Regions from separate parts of the Oryza sativa genome. Here region 1 is linked to region 2. A link is a contact called in public ChIA-PET data. All regions are on one chromosome and are shown on one strand. Each heading gives the region's core, a stretch centred on a gene start, on an enhancer-like site or on the middle of the called end of the contact. The rest is flanking DNA. Distances are from core to core; before and after follow the strand shown.

Evidence for each region. ChIA-PET counts read pairs in DNA pulled down with a chosen protein or histone mark.
Region 1: a contact with region 2 is called in an H3K4me3 ChIA-PET map of leaf, with 6 times the contacts expected there. The contact joins the enhancer-like site here to the promoter of LOC4345082 in region 2. A contact is called at or near these places in 5 of 15 Hi-C or Micro-C datasets (leaf, leaf mesophyll and an unstated tissue) and 2 of 4 datasets of contacts at active chromatin or transcription factors (both in leaf).

Annotation. Positions count from the first base shown.
Region 1 is chr8:9,338,974-9,345,950 of ASM3414082v1, forward strand. No RefSeq gene overlaps it. Among protein-coding and RNA genes, the nearest start is that of TRNAW-CCA, 6.9 kb to the left of the region's middle. Within about 2 kb of position 3,603, at least 13 of the 15 cell types and tissues checked have open chromatin away from gene starts, as enhancers often do. A contact at or near this core is called in leaf, where this site is marked.
Region 2 is chr8:9,280,847-9,288,067 of ASM3414082v1, forward strand. It overlaps LOC4345082 (protein SMAX1-like), which reads right to left and starts at 3,722. Exons shown (of 3, transcript NM_001422513.1): 1 at 2,144-3,722; 2 at 1,597-1,870; 3 at 1-1,498. The coding sequence starts at 3,405.

The sequences.
Region 1 (6,977 bases), core at 2,353-4,852, 58 kb after region 2:
AGACAAGACATCTCGCAAACAAAAAATAGTCTAAACAAAAAAAAGATTTCCAAAATGGATCATAGAGAATTCTAGCAATCGCCAATAAATCGCGGCTTTTTACCAACTTGATGGTAAGAAATCCCGGGACCTAGAAATTCATTTCGTACAATTGAACCTTTTCAAACTGTTTCTTTTTGAGAACCAAAAAAACTTGTGCCAAAATAACGGATGCGAAGAAGAACAAAAGGCCTTGAACGCGTAATGGATCCTGAAGCACTATTTCTGCATCCCCCTGACCAAACCCTCCCACATTAGGATTACTTGTTAATGGTTGATCAAGCTTGATCGATTCCCCCTCTGAAACAAGAAGTTCTGGACCGGGAGGTATAAGATCAATCACTTGGCGTCCATCCGATGCATCGACTATGGATATTTCATATCCCCCCTTTTCTTTACGCAGTATTTTTCTTACTACACCTGTTGACGTTGCATTATAGACCGTATTGTTACTCTTGCTACCATCAGGATAGATCTGTCCCCTTCCTCGGTTTCCCCCCACATATATGGGATATTTTAAGAAATGAACGTCTTTCTTCATAGCAGGGTCGGGGGAAAGAATGGGAAAGACGATTTCACTATATTTCTTACCGGGAACAGGGCCTATCACAAGAATATTTTTTTTATTGGGACGATAACTCTGAAAAGAGAGATTTCCTATCTTTTCTTTCAACTCAGGAGAAATACGGTCGGGCGGCGCTAATTCGAATCCCTCGGGCAAAATAAGAACAGCACCCACATTCAACCCTCCCTTTTTCCCATTAGCAAGAACTTGTTTCAGTTGCATATCATAAGGAATTCGAAGAACTGCTTCAAATACAGTATCGGGAAGCACTGCTTGGGGAACTTCAATATCCACAGGCTTATTCGCTAAATGGCAATTGGCACATACAATTCGTCCAGTTGCTTCTCGTGGGTTTTCATAACCTTGCTGCGCAAAAATGGGATATGCATTTGAAATAGATGTCCGAGTTATTACGTATATCATGATCGATACAGAAATCGATCGAGTCATCTGTTCCTTTACCCAAGAAAAAGTATTTCTATTTTCCATGTCCAATCACAGATCCCGGAATTTCTACAATAAATTAGATAGGTAGCTAAGCTAATCTAGTTCCCTATACACGAATCTGTTGTCATTCTACTGCAACAGTTGTACTGGAATGATGAATACCTTGAGCAGGTAGAAATAGAAAAAAAGAATTTTGCTAAAATGGAAAAAGGCTTTCTTTCTAAAGGAAAAAGGATGCTAATTTTGATTAATATCAGGAGATCAAATGAGTTTATGCTTCACTAATTGAATGATAAATGACTACAAGCGAAGGAGATAGGCGGTTTAAACAAAAAAAGACCCAAAATTTCAAACATGTATCTAGAATCACAGGAAAACTACAAACAAAAATAGTGAAAATTAGCTCGTTAGGAACCCATCCAAGATCGTTATAGACCCAACGAATTAGTAGTTCCCAACCGCGGGTGGAGTGAAATCCAACAAAAAAATCAGTAACTAAAAGAATAAAAAAAGCTTTTACTGAGTCATTTAAGTTATAGAAGAATTCCTGAACCCAAGAATTCAAAATAACAAGTTCCTCTTTACCCAGAAAAAAAGAACCACTTAGAATAGCCAAACAGATTATATTTGTCGAGAAATGCAAAATGATATGGAGATGACCCTCATTATCTATTTTGGCCAATTGTATTATTTCCTTGCGTATTCCTATAGGGGGGTTTTGTACATGTGTATTCGGTTTCTCTTTTATCATTTCGTCCAAGATAAAAAGGTCTTCTAATTCCATGAATCTTTCTAGAACTCTTTTCTCTTGAATAGCAGTTAAGAGAGTTTGGGAATCTTGCATGCCTTTTCCGCCCGCCTCCGCACGCACGCACGCGGTTTCTGCGCGTCCACCTCATCCCCCAAAATGTAACCATCTTGCGATAGTACTGGCATACTCCCTCCGTAGTAGTACTCGTTCGTAGAGGAATTTGTGTAGTACAGCGACACGGTCTTTCAATCATACTTTTGATTTATTCTTTCTATTAAAATATTTATTAAAAAATAATATAGGTATATTTTTATGAAAGTATTTTTCAAGGTAAATCTATTTATATATTTTTTTATATTTTCAAACTTAACAACTTGAGACAACTTGAGAGTTATTCATGATTTATATTCTCAAGGTTTGACTTAAATATTGTCCTAAACGACTACGTACTTCCTTCCAAAAAGCCAGTTTAAAACAGATTAATTGTTACAATAATAATAATAATAATAATAATAATAATAATAATAATAATAATAATAATAGCGAATTATGTACAAGATAAAAATATATAAATTAAATATATTCATAAGTAAACTTAACAAGTACACCTCCGTTCATATGGGCAAATATATTTTTATCATACGTCCATCTCATATGGTTATCTTGTTTTTTTCACAAGCTAGTCAAACTTTTTTAAGTTTGAACCGAGTTTGTAGAAAAACGAGCTAGCGTATGCAACATTAACATCAGATCCACCATAAAGTATGTCTTGATAATATATTTATTTGTTATTGTATATGTTGGTATATTTTTTAGAAAAAAAACAGTTAAAATTACGGATAAATTCAGGGTTGTCTAGACATATCATGTTTACAATTTCAGTTCGAGAAACACCGAGGGGTCTTCCAGCTAGCTCCACGAGGGGGTGGGTTAGATAAACTGGGTTTGAAGCCTCACCCCTTCTAATTATTTGATATTAGGTCATTTCTTAATATTAACGTTTTTTGCAATTTCAGTTCAAAATTTCGCCCTCCCCCCTCCAGTAAGCAAATATACTGGCTCAAATTTCCCTTTCTTTATAAATTTGGTCAAAGTTTATTTAAATTTCATTAACTTTTCAAATAATTTTGTGAAAGAAGTATGAAAATTTCCAAAAATTTCGGTGTGGTGCCACTGAAATCCCGAAATTTTGAACAAAAACGAAATTGAAAACCCTGAGTGAGATAAATTCACAGATTTCACATACTCCCTCCTCCGTCCCTAAATATTTGACGCCGTTGACTTTTTTAAATATGTTTGACCGTTCGTCTTATTCTAAAACTTTTATGAATTATGTAAAACTATATATATACATAAAAATATATTTAACAATGAATCAAATGATAGGAAAAGAATTAATAATTACTTAAATTTTTTAAATAAGACGAACGGTCAAACATGTTTAAAAAAATCAACGGCATCAAATATTTAGGGACGGTGGGAGTATTATGTAATGTAATATACGTGCATTAGGATTTTTCCCATGCAAGAACCAAATGCTCAATGGTTTTTTCATTAGAAAGCGTTTGTTGATGATTAACTAGGTGGCATACATATCGTACACACGGGGGCCGCGGGCGGAGTCGGTCGCCGAACGAGAGCTATAAAGGCGGTGACGTACGCGGCGGAATTCGTTGGCCGGCCGGCTCGATCGGCTGACTTCTTTTATATGCAGGCGTGTGAAACGAATTGATTAGACCTGAGAGCATCCATCAGATGTGCGTGCGTGGTCGATGGACGACGTATGCGCTCGCTTTGCTCAGCCATACCGTGTCACTTTTTGTTTCCCTTGTAAAATCACCCGTTTGTCCTCACTCTCACTCCCCCCTCCCCTTTTCCCTGCCTGCTTTCCGAGATGCAAACCGTCTGACTTTCCTTCCTTTTATTTTCTTTTGTTTTTCCTTTTTTTATGTATCAGTGGGATTTGTGTTTTTCTCTATTTTTTTTATGATTATACTTTTGTATCACACAGATAATATTAGAGAAATAATTGTTAGTTAAAACCTTATTTTAACAAAACAAAAATGCGGCCTATATTACTTTCTCTATTCTAATTTGATCACCACCTAAGAGTTTTTAGGTTTATCAAAATGATCATTATATAACAAAGTGCCTATTCGTCTATTTGTGCAAATAGTTAACGGTTGTGTTCGTATGAGATGGCTGTGGCTGCACAGCGTAGCAGCTGCGGCACTCGCAGTAAATTTCATGCTTCTAGTACTGATGATAAAGTCAACAGCAGCCTAACAGCTGCAATATGTAGCTCAAGTGAACACAGCCAATGTGCGCCGTGAAATACCTTGCACGCATGCGTGCATGCAACCAATCAAGATTATTTTCTATTGGTTCAATCCATGTAACATTTAAAGTGTGAATTATTTTTTGTTGGACACCAAACGAACGTAGCATCTTAATCGATAAAGATTAATTTCAGAATGATAAATATTTTGGTATTTTTAATCTTGGTGCTCTTTGTTTAGGGGTGATTAAATTGGGATGAATGGGGTATAAAATAGAGTGAGTATATGTATAATTAACATGTACAAATTTAAAATTAAGAAATCTAATGCATGCACGCGGCTGCTTTACGACACGGAAAGGTGGCCACCTTTTTGGTCATGCCAGCCACTAAATAATTTGGCAACTTTTCGATGGTTCGATGTCGATCTACTGTTTCAGTTTGTTGAGGACACCAAGTTGACAAGCAACACCAACATGCATGCATGCATCCTCTCTTCTCAAATCTCTAGTGGTACATTTTTTTTAATCCATCAATCCATATATGGTTGACTCTTGCAAGTTGCACCTTTTGCTCTAGCTACCGCCTGCCGGCCGGCTTCTACATGCACGTGGCAATGCGTTGAACAAAATAGGTACATGACATGTTTAATTGAAAATTGGCTTCATCCTTAAATTAGCCATTGCCAAGACAGATGAAGATTAAACATAAATCATGATGCAAAATTAATTTTAGTAAAGAAAGTCTGAATTACCCCCTTAACTATTGGGTGAGTACGAATTATCCCCTAAAAAGAAAACCAAACATCTATCACTTTCAACTGTTAATACATGATGAAAAAAACCCCGAGCGAGTAGCTTTGCAAGCAGTTTTGGTTGTACATAGTAGTCAAGTCAATATTTTTTAAAAGAAAAACACTCGATGCATAGCATCCAAATTCTTTCCCTCTCGCTCCTCTCTCTTCTCCATCCCATAGTGCGGACGGCCGACATCGGAGTTCGCATGAGCATGAACGCCACGTCGCCGTGGTGCAACCCGACACGGGAGCATAAGACACCGACGAGTGCACACACCCGCGACGACCTCGCTAGTGACGGCGTCAACAAGCGCAAAGTGTGTGGGGGAGTAGGGATGACGACAACCGCAACAACGAGAATGCGAACGCCGGGATGGAGAACAGGACGACCAGAGGAGGTGCGCACCACGTGGAGTGGAGATGCAGGGTGTGGGTATGCACGCCAGCGGAGGCCGAGGAGGAGGCGTGCACTGGTGGAGGTCGAGGAGATTTGGCGCAACCATGCAGGAGGTGCCCTGATGGAGCCCAAGGAGGAGCAGCCTCCGCCGCTCGCCGTCCCTAGTAGCCTTCGCCTCCGCCTTGTCATCGCCTATGCGGAATGTCCGACTTTGCCGCCACTGCAGCCACCTCTGCGCAAGCTCCGACGTTGGCCACGTGCGTGCGCATGCGGGCACCGAGCAAGTCGTGCTGTTTATCTAGGGGAGGGAGAAGTGAGAGAAGGGGTGCTGTGAGGGAGAGAATTTGACAGGTGGGTCCCATTGATTTATTTAAAAAAATACTGATTAGATTATCATGTAGAACCAGAACAATTCTAGATTGGGTTAGAGGGTTTTTCACACGGTATTACTAGTTGAGGGTGAAAGATGTATAGTTTTTGGGTTTGGAGGTAATTCGTACTCCAACATGAGGGGTGTAATTCAGACTTTTTCCTTTATTTTAGTGATTTCAGTTATTTTTTTTAATCTAAGATAAGTTAGTATAGCATATTGTTGGCACAGATAAGTTCGAATTCTTACTACTCTCACCGTTTCATATTATGGGCCTGTTTGGAGAAGTTTCTAACAGCTGTAGCTTCTCCTAGAATCTCCAGCTGCCAAAAGCTCCCCCAAACAGTCCAGCTTTTTACCCAGATTCTGAGAATATGTAGTTGTAGAATCTGGAAAATGAATTAGAAGTCAGAAGCTGGGTTTCCCGGCTTCTCCAGATTCTCACCAGCTAGCTTCTCAGTAGCAGCTTCTCATAATCTTAAACTTCCCAAACAGGCCCTATAAGTTGTTTCAAAAAATTTTCAATCAAATTTCTTTAGATTTAACTAAGTTTGTGGGGAAAAGAAATTAAATCTATAAAAATCAAATTAGTTTCAAGTAACATCCAATTTACTTTGTACTCCTGGCATTCAATATTTACTTTTATACAAGTAAAAAGGTTTTCACCTGCGAAGTGAGCATAGCTCAACTGGTTAGGCTCCTTGTAGTGGAACCAGCCCACCCGGGTTCAAATTCTAGATTTGATATAGGTGCTCGCATTTACGGCTAATTATTCTTTCAGTGGTAGACGATGTACCCGTCGACAGCGAGGCGCCTGTGGTGACTTCGTTGATCAAAAGTTTTCACCAAACGCTTTGTAGTAAAGACGTCACGCGTTGTCTAAAGTGAGGGAACAAACACGCGTGCAGTGCAGAAGCACTGTGAAAGCCAAAAGGTAGTTCTGACCAAAGCGTAGCCAGTCAGTCAGAAACAAGAAAAACGACATCTATTCAGTCAGAAAACAAGAAAAACGACATCTATTTGGACTTTGAACGCATACATCGATCGTGCAGACGTTTGCATGCATGGAGTTTAATTTACGCGTGAAGCATCAGCCTAGCTTTTGACCCTGTAAATTTCGCCTTTGATTAATTTCGTTGTACTCCCTCCTCCGATAAAAGTACCAAACTAGCCACCTATCTCATAATAAAATAGATTTTAAAGGGATATGACACACCCTAATACTACAAATCTAGGCTTTATAAATCTGGACATAAAGCCTATGTAGATTTTTAATATTAGAATGTATCACATCCTTTCAAAATCAATTATATTAGGAGACGAAGGGAGTACTA
Region 2 (7,221 bases), core at 2,472-4,971:
GACGAATGATAGAGCGCCCGCTATCATGTTTCACATTGTGCCACAATCGCTCAATGCTCGGCTTGAGCACTTTCTCGGCCCAGTCCTCAATCTTCTCGTCGGTAAGCCAGACACTGCCAACCATCCAATCGACGGCATCTTCATCAATCCTGAATGAGCTGCTGCTCCCCATGACCGATTCAAATTTCGCCGATATGCAATCTGTAACCGTCTTCCTGAATGGCGTGAAGTCAACAGGTCGGAACACAATGGCATCATCGACAAGTTCCAATATATCAGAGCCAGGGGCCGGTGTTGATCGCTTGACTGCAAGCTGCCCTTTCTCCTGCTCTTGTTCCACCGAGACATCACTGGAATTATGTGAGCCCTCAGTGTCATCCAAGGCGCCGACTGCCAAATTGAGGTCAAGTGACAGACCGTGACTACTGGACAGTTCTTTTGCTAACTTTGCAGGGCGAACATCATCGCATAGCCAATCTGCTCGGTGCTTGACCTGTTTGTCACCAATCGAGAGCTCTAGTTGCCAACTCGAACTTGTTGACTCCAACATCCTCTCTTCACCTCGTAGCAGAGTCTCAACGTTTGATCCCTTGAGCTCCTCGGGTACCCAGTTTGTGGTGAGCACAAATATGACATTACCAAGGCTGACCTCACGCCCACGGGAGTCTGGTAGGCGACCGGTCTCCATTGCCCGTTTGATCTTTCCATGCACAACAACGTCCACTTGATCGATGCCCTCCAGAACAATCACCGAGAATGGGTTCTGCCGAACTGCCTCAGTGACCCGGTCGAGTGCAGTTTTTCCCCAGAAACCCATGTTAGGACCATCATTGCCGACCCTGCCCAACCGGGAGTCACCACCAAAGTTCACGACGACTGGTCTGGTGTTTGCCATCAGCTCAGACAATGCGTTCACCATCTTCCTCTTACCAGCTTGATCAGGGCCAACAAACAGGAGCCACATGTCACCCCTTGTCCCAACGTTCCGCCGCTTCCCGCTGCCAGATCTGCATTGTATTACAACAGCAGCAATGGCTGAAGCGGCATCTGACTGCCAGCTGACCTTCTCTGTAAGCCCCTTGAGGAGCCTCTTGAAGGATTCAATATCAGAAATTCCAGCAATCTTGGCCTTTTGTAGAGCCGTTAGTCCTTCACAACTTTCCTTCTGCTCATTCTCCACAGCAGGATTCGTGCCCGGGTCCAAGCGACAGAGCACAAGGTCAGTTTTCACTGGGCTGGCAGGAGGGCTCTTACGGAGCTCAAGGGTCGGCGCAACCGAGGGCTTCTCCCAACTGGGATTCATCTTAAGAGTGGGGACAGCGGCACCCCTTGCGACCCCCAATTTGGGCTCGACGGGTGGGCGTGGCGTGAATGTGGCAAGAGGCACGGAGAGCGCCGGTGCCATGGGACAGGCGGAGTGGATTCGGGCACACGTCTCGCGCCATTTCCTCTCAAGCTCATCTTTGCTCCTCTTAAGTTTCAGCTCTTGCTCCTTGGCCTGTAATAAAGAAACAAAAAACACCATATATTAATGGCGATTCCGGTAGAAGAGAGCTTGATGTTTACCCAAGATTTCGACAGGGGAAAAACACATACCTTATTTTGATCATTGCTGAGCTGCAGCCAGTGTGGCAATCCAGGCTTGGCAGCCTCAGGGCGGGACGCCGGCTTATCCGTCTGCTCGGCCTCAAGCTTAGCGAGCTCGCGCTCATAGCTACCCTTGCAAAGCAAGCACATGGCCGGCTTTGCTGCCGGAGACTGGTCGCTCCCCGGAGGCGGCCACCGGAGCGCCGTTGGTGTCACTGGCATAGGCCGAAGTGCAGGTGATAGCATCCCCATCGAGCTGTTGAGAATTCCACTGCCTCCAGGCCTACACAATCCAATAATAATTCATCAAATTGACAGGAATTGAGCTACAGTTATGAGATTGAACACAAAAGTAGAAGCGTACTGTTGTTACACAAAAAGCAACTACTACCTTTTTCAGGATTTCAACCATCATAGTGAATTAAAAAAAACCTTAATCAAAGCAAAAATTTCCCCACCAAATGAAATCTTCTCCCAGGTGAAACAAATTCACACCAAACAATTTTTTTTGTAAGAAATCAAGATTGAATCAGGCAGGGGAAAGAGATGGACGCACCGGAGAGCTGAGCCGGCGGCGGCGGCGGCGATCGGCGCGCCGCCGCGGGCGATGGGCACGGCGTGGAGGTCCCACTCCGCCTCCATCCCCGGGTGGTAGACCTTGCAGCGGAGGTAGGTGGTGCACGCCGCCGTGCAGACGGCCCACACGCCGGCGCGCCCGAATCGACGGAGAAGGCGCCCCATCTCCGCCACCGCGGCCTTGCCCCCTTCCGACGCCGCCGCCGCGGGCCCGTCGACGAGCCACTTGAGGTCGCCGAGGTCAAGGACCACGCCGCCGTGCTCGCCGAGGAGCCTCTCGACCACCGCGCCCAGGTCCCCGATCCTCGCCGCCATCGCCGCCTTGTCGCCGGCGAGCTTGGCGAGCTCCGCCTCCAGAGGAAGAACCTTCGCGCCGGCGAGGGCCGGGAAGCCGGCCGTCGGGATCCTCCGGATTGCCTCCTTGAGCACCGCGTCCGGGCCGGCGTCGCCGACGAGCACCGGGTTGCGGCGCGTCGGCTTGAGCATGACGTCGATCACCTTGCGCGCATCGTCGCCACCGCCGCCGCCGCCGCCGCTGGCGACGGCGGCGGCGGCTGCGAGGCGAGGGTTGAGGTATGCGTTGGCCGCGCCGGCGCGCGGGAGTGGGGATGGCGACGGGGAGAGCGGGCCGGGCCCGGCCGTCGTGGTGGAGGCCGCGGCGGAGGGGCACGGCGAGGGGGCGGAGAGCGACTGCTCGATGATGGACTTGACGGCGGCGGAGGAGAAGGACGCCTCCCGCATGACGCGGCTGACGGAGGGGTCGTCGAGGATGGACAGCACGAGCTGCTCGAGCTCCACCTTGACGGCGAGGAGCGGCTGCTGCGCCGCCTCGGGGCACCCACGCCGCTGCTGCGCCTGCGCCCGCTTGAGCGCCGCGACGAGCGCGTTCGACACGGGCGGCGACGCCCCCGCCCCATGCGCCGCCGCAGCCGCCGCCGCAGCAGCCGGGAGCCTATCCAGCGCGACGGAGAAGCAGAGCTCGAGCGCGCGGCAGTGCAGCGGGTGCGCCCCCGCCCCCGCCCCCGCCGCCGCGCCACCACCCCCACCCACCCCCGCCGCCGACGCCGCCCTCGCGCAGGCCTGCCTGAGCAGCCCCGCCGGCGCGGCAAGAAGCGCGGCGGCGACGTGCAGCGGCGTGGTCTGCCCATGCCGGCGCCGCCCAGCCTCATCCATGGCCCTCGCCAGCGCGGCCGCGGCTTCCGGCGTGAGCGTCTGCTGTATGGTGCTAAGATCCGCCCTCATCTTGATCTTCCCCAACTCATCAATCGATCAAACACCACCCCTCCACCCAAAATTCACACCACCCTCGCCGCCGCCAAGAACCCAACCCAACCCCACCCAAGAAGAGGCAGCAAAGGGGATGGAGAGGCGGAGGCAACGAGACGAAGACGACGACGAGGAGGAGTCGAGGAGTAGTAGCACTAGTAGTAGTAGTAGTACACCACTTCACCGCAAGGGAAGGGAAGGAGAGAGGAGGAGGAGGAGGAGGAGGAGGAGGCGAAATGCGAATAGAATCTTCGTCTTCGCGCAGCCCTGCGTTGTTTGTTGTTTGTTACATTTGCCCGCTTGGGGCAGAGGAGATTTTTTATTTATAATTTTTTTACCTGCTTTTTCCTTTTCTTGATTTTTTTTGCTCTTCTTTTTCATTTGTTACTACTATTATTACTTTTTTTTCTAAAGTGGAGTACAACCTTGGTACAAAATAAGTTTTTTAATTCATCCCGCGCATACCAATACAAAATCAAATATAAATATGATTATTGATTTTTTATCTATTCTTAATGTATTTATTTTTCTAATTTCACAAACTCTGCGATAAATTACTCATAAGTGAATTTGTTTTGTGACAAACGGGAGAAGTCAAAAATAAATATTTTGACCAATGTATTTATTTTCTACCTTTGCAAACTCTAATATAATGATTACTTAAAAAGTAAATTTGTCTTGGAACAAACGAAAGAAGCAAAAATGATTTTATTTTGGAAACAGAAATAATATATTCATTAAATACTGTAGCGTGAATGCTTTTTGAGAGTAATAAAAAATGAATTTCTATTTTGGGTGTTTGTGCGAGGGTGTGGGTTTGAGGTAAGGAAAAGGAAAGGGTTGCGTCGCGTCACCACTTTCCGCCATCCGTCCCCCCGCTTGCAAACGTGAATGTTTCCTCTTTTTTCTTAATCACCTTTTTCTTTTCTTTTCTTTTCTTTTTCTTATTATTCTTTTTTTCTTTTCTCAGTGCGAAAAGGAAAGGGGTTAACTTTGACAATACAAGAGGGGTAGTAATTAACCGCGTTTTGATGGTAAGATGCGAGACTTTTTGAGCGGTAAAAGGAGCTTTGCATCCGGTTATTTATTTAAATTAACAGCTCTGTTATTTTTCCCAACATGGTAGATACTACTAGCATTTTTCTAATTTTATATGCGCATGTTTATGATAGTTTTATCAATATATTTGCGAATTGCGATGGCTTATATACATTTGCATTTGCTAAATAATTTTCACGTTCGTTTTATAGTTAAGTTGGTTTGCAAATTGTATGTGATCTTGTAATTATAGGTGTGAAGATGTCCAATTCCTCGAATATAGATATTGTACGGTTGGCACACTATGTAATCCATTTTGGGAATTAGTTGCAAGTCTAGGGATATAATTCTGGCTTTAAATACTTCCCTTTAAATTTCTTTTGACATGTTTATCAACATTGGTTGTTACGGTTCCACATAAAACATCAATCTGAAGGACTGGCGATTTTTAAAATTTTATTAAACCATTCCTACCAATTCTTTACAATAAAACCTTCCTCATCCAATTTCCAATTTTGGATGCTTCAGGCTTCAGCAATGTTAATACTACCACATGCAAATTAAAAGATCACAGCATGGTCAGGAGGCTTATTAAAAAATATACATATATAAAGCTTTTAATATATAAAAAGAAACAGAGAAAATAGAACACATGTGTGCCTTCATAATCACACAAAATACTTGCACATCTATGCCTTCATAATCACACAAAATACACAGCTTATCTTTTTTGAGGAAATTAAATATGTAGCTTATCTTGTTTGTCATCTCGATCGTTTTCTTCACAATTATGTGGCCTGCAGAACAAACTGGTTTCTTGTGGCTGCCAACTTATCTTGCAAAGTAGAAGTAGTATAGGTATAGGCTATAGCTTGTTGTGTCCTTGAATGCAATATTCATTCTTATCAAGGGGCATCTTGCATTATTTTGTCCACAAAAAGGCACCTTTGTCATATCTACCCCGGGTCCCGGGCACACGGTGACTTGAAAGTAAACATGATTAGTTGTTAATCCAGTTGCTTTGCTAGTGGATGAAAGCTTGATGCGACGTGTGGGTTAATTTTTTTTACTTATAATTTCCACTGCCTTGACAGTTGATTTTATTTTATTTTTAGGGTGATGAATGAAAGGTAGGGGAATAAAAATATCTTTTTTGAGATGATCGAGATGGTTGGCCGTCACTTCGAGATATAGTAATTTTTGCTCGGTCGCCCAAAGGGTAAACTGGTATCTCGAAGTAAAAAAATTCAGAATATAATCTTTCTGTCAATTATATAGTACCTCTTCGTAAAAAAAAATCAATCATAGTAGCTATGAAACTGAACACACTTATGTTTATTCGTAGCTAGGAGTTAGTTTTTATGGGATGGAGTAGTAATTCTAAACTGTATTGTTTCTCTGTGTGAATGGTTTGTGCTGTCAAGCTACCTGTGTGAATGAATTAACCTGAGTTATGAAAAAAAAAGAAGCAATCGTGTTATATTTTCGTGCCTTTATATGTAAGTCAGTTTAGCTAAATTTGGTGAAAATATTATTTCAAATAAACAGAGGAAATAGTCAGCCTATCACTTTCTAGATAGTGAGCCACGATTAATAGCTCGACGACTGTTCTAGATTTCAATAACTAGGTAGTTAAACAGTCGCGTCAAGTAATTACTACACATCAAAAGCCAAAAGCACGTACACACACACACACACACACACACATATATATATATATATATATATATATATATATATATATATATATATATATATATATATATATATATATATATATATATATATATATATATATATATATATATATATATATATATATATATATATATATATATATGAGATATCTCCTCCAGGGCATAACTATCATAGTCAAGAAATCGATCTTGGCCGCACACTTGCTCATGGATGGTCCCTTATTTATGAAGCTACCAGCTAAGTTGTCTGCTTAGTTTTACAATAATTTTTCCCTAAAAGGTCTGTTCTAGGTCACGTTTAGGAAAAAAATTGAGGCTAGCTAAAAATGCTCATTTTCTCGGATAGGTTCGTGGACTTAAAAATACTAGGTGAAACCCCGCACGTTGCTGCAGGAGTTTAAGTATGATAATAATAAATAAAAATAATATGTAAAATAGCTACACAACATAAGATTATATAAGTTAACGTGGCTTATGATAATTTAAATTTAAATGATATATAGAATGATGATTCAAATGTAAAAGTAAACTGATATGACTTTCTGAAAGAAAAAAAGTATTGAAATAGTTTGGACCGTAGATTAATCATCTAAAGACTAAAAATAATTGAGGTGATATGGATTAATGAGAGAAGAAAAGGGAGAGATAATTTGGACCATAGATTAATCATTTAGGCACTAAAAAGAATTATATGATATGACTTAATGAGAGAAAAGAGAAATAACATTAACTAAGTGAGGATGAATTATATAGGTACATAGCATATTATAAAAAATAATGAATATATTGAAATATTATATAAATTATGTGGGATGATGATTTAACATGCTTGTATTTTAAAAGCTCTAAAATTTAATAAATTATAAAATTATAGATAATATAATATGTTTGCATGAAGTTTAAATTTAATGGTTGTTAGTGGATGATGATGTGGCATCTTTGCATGTTAAGCTTTAGGAGTTAGTGGGTTATAACTTTACAATAAGATAGGATACACAGGAAGGTTAGACAATGTAAAGATATTAAGATAAATATTAATTTGATTATTATGTGGGGT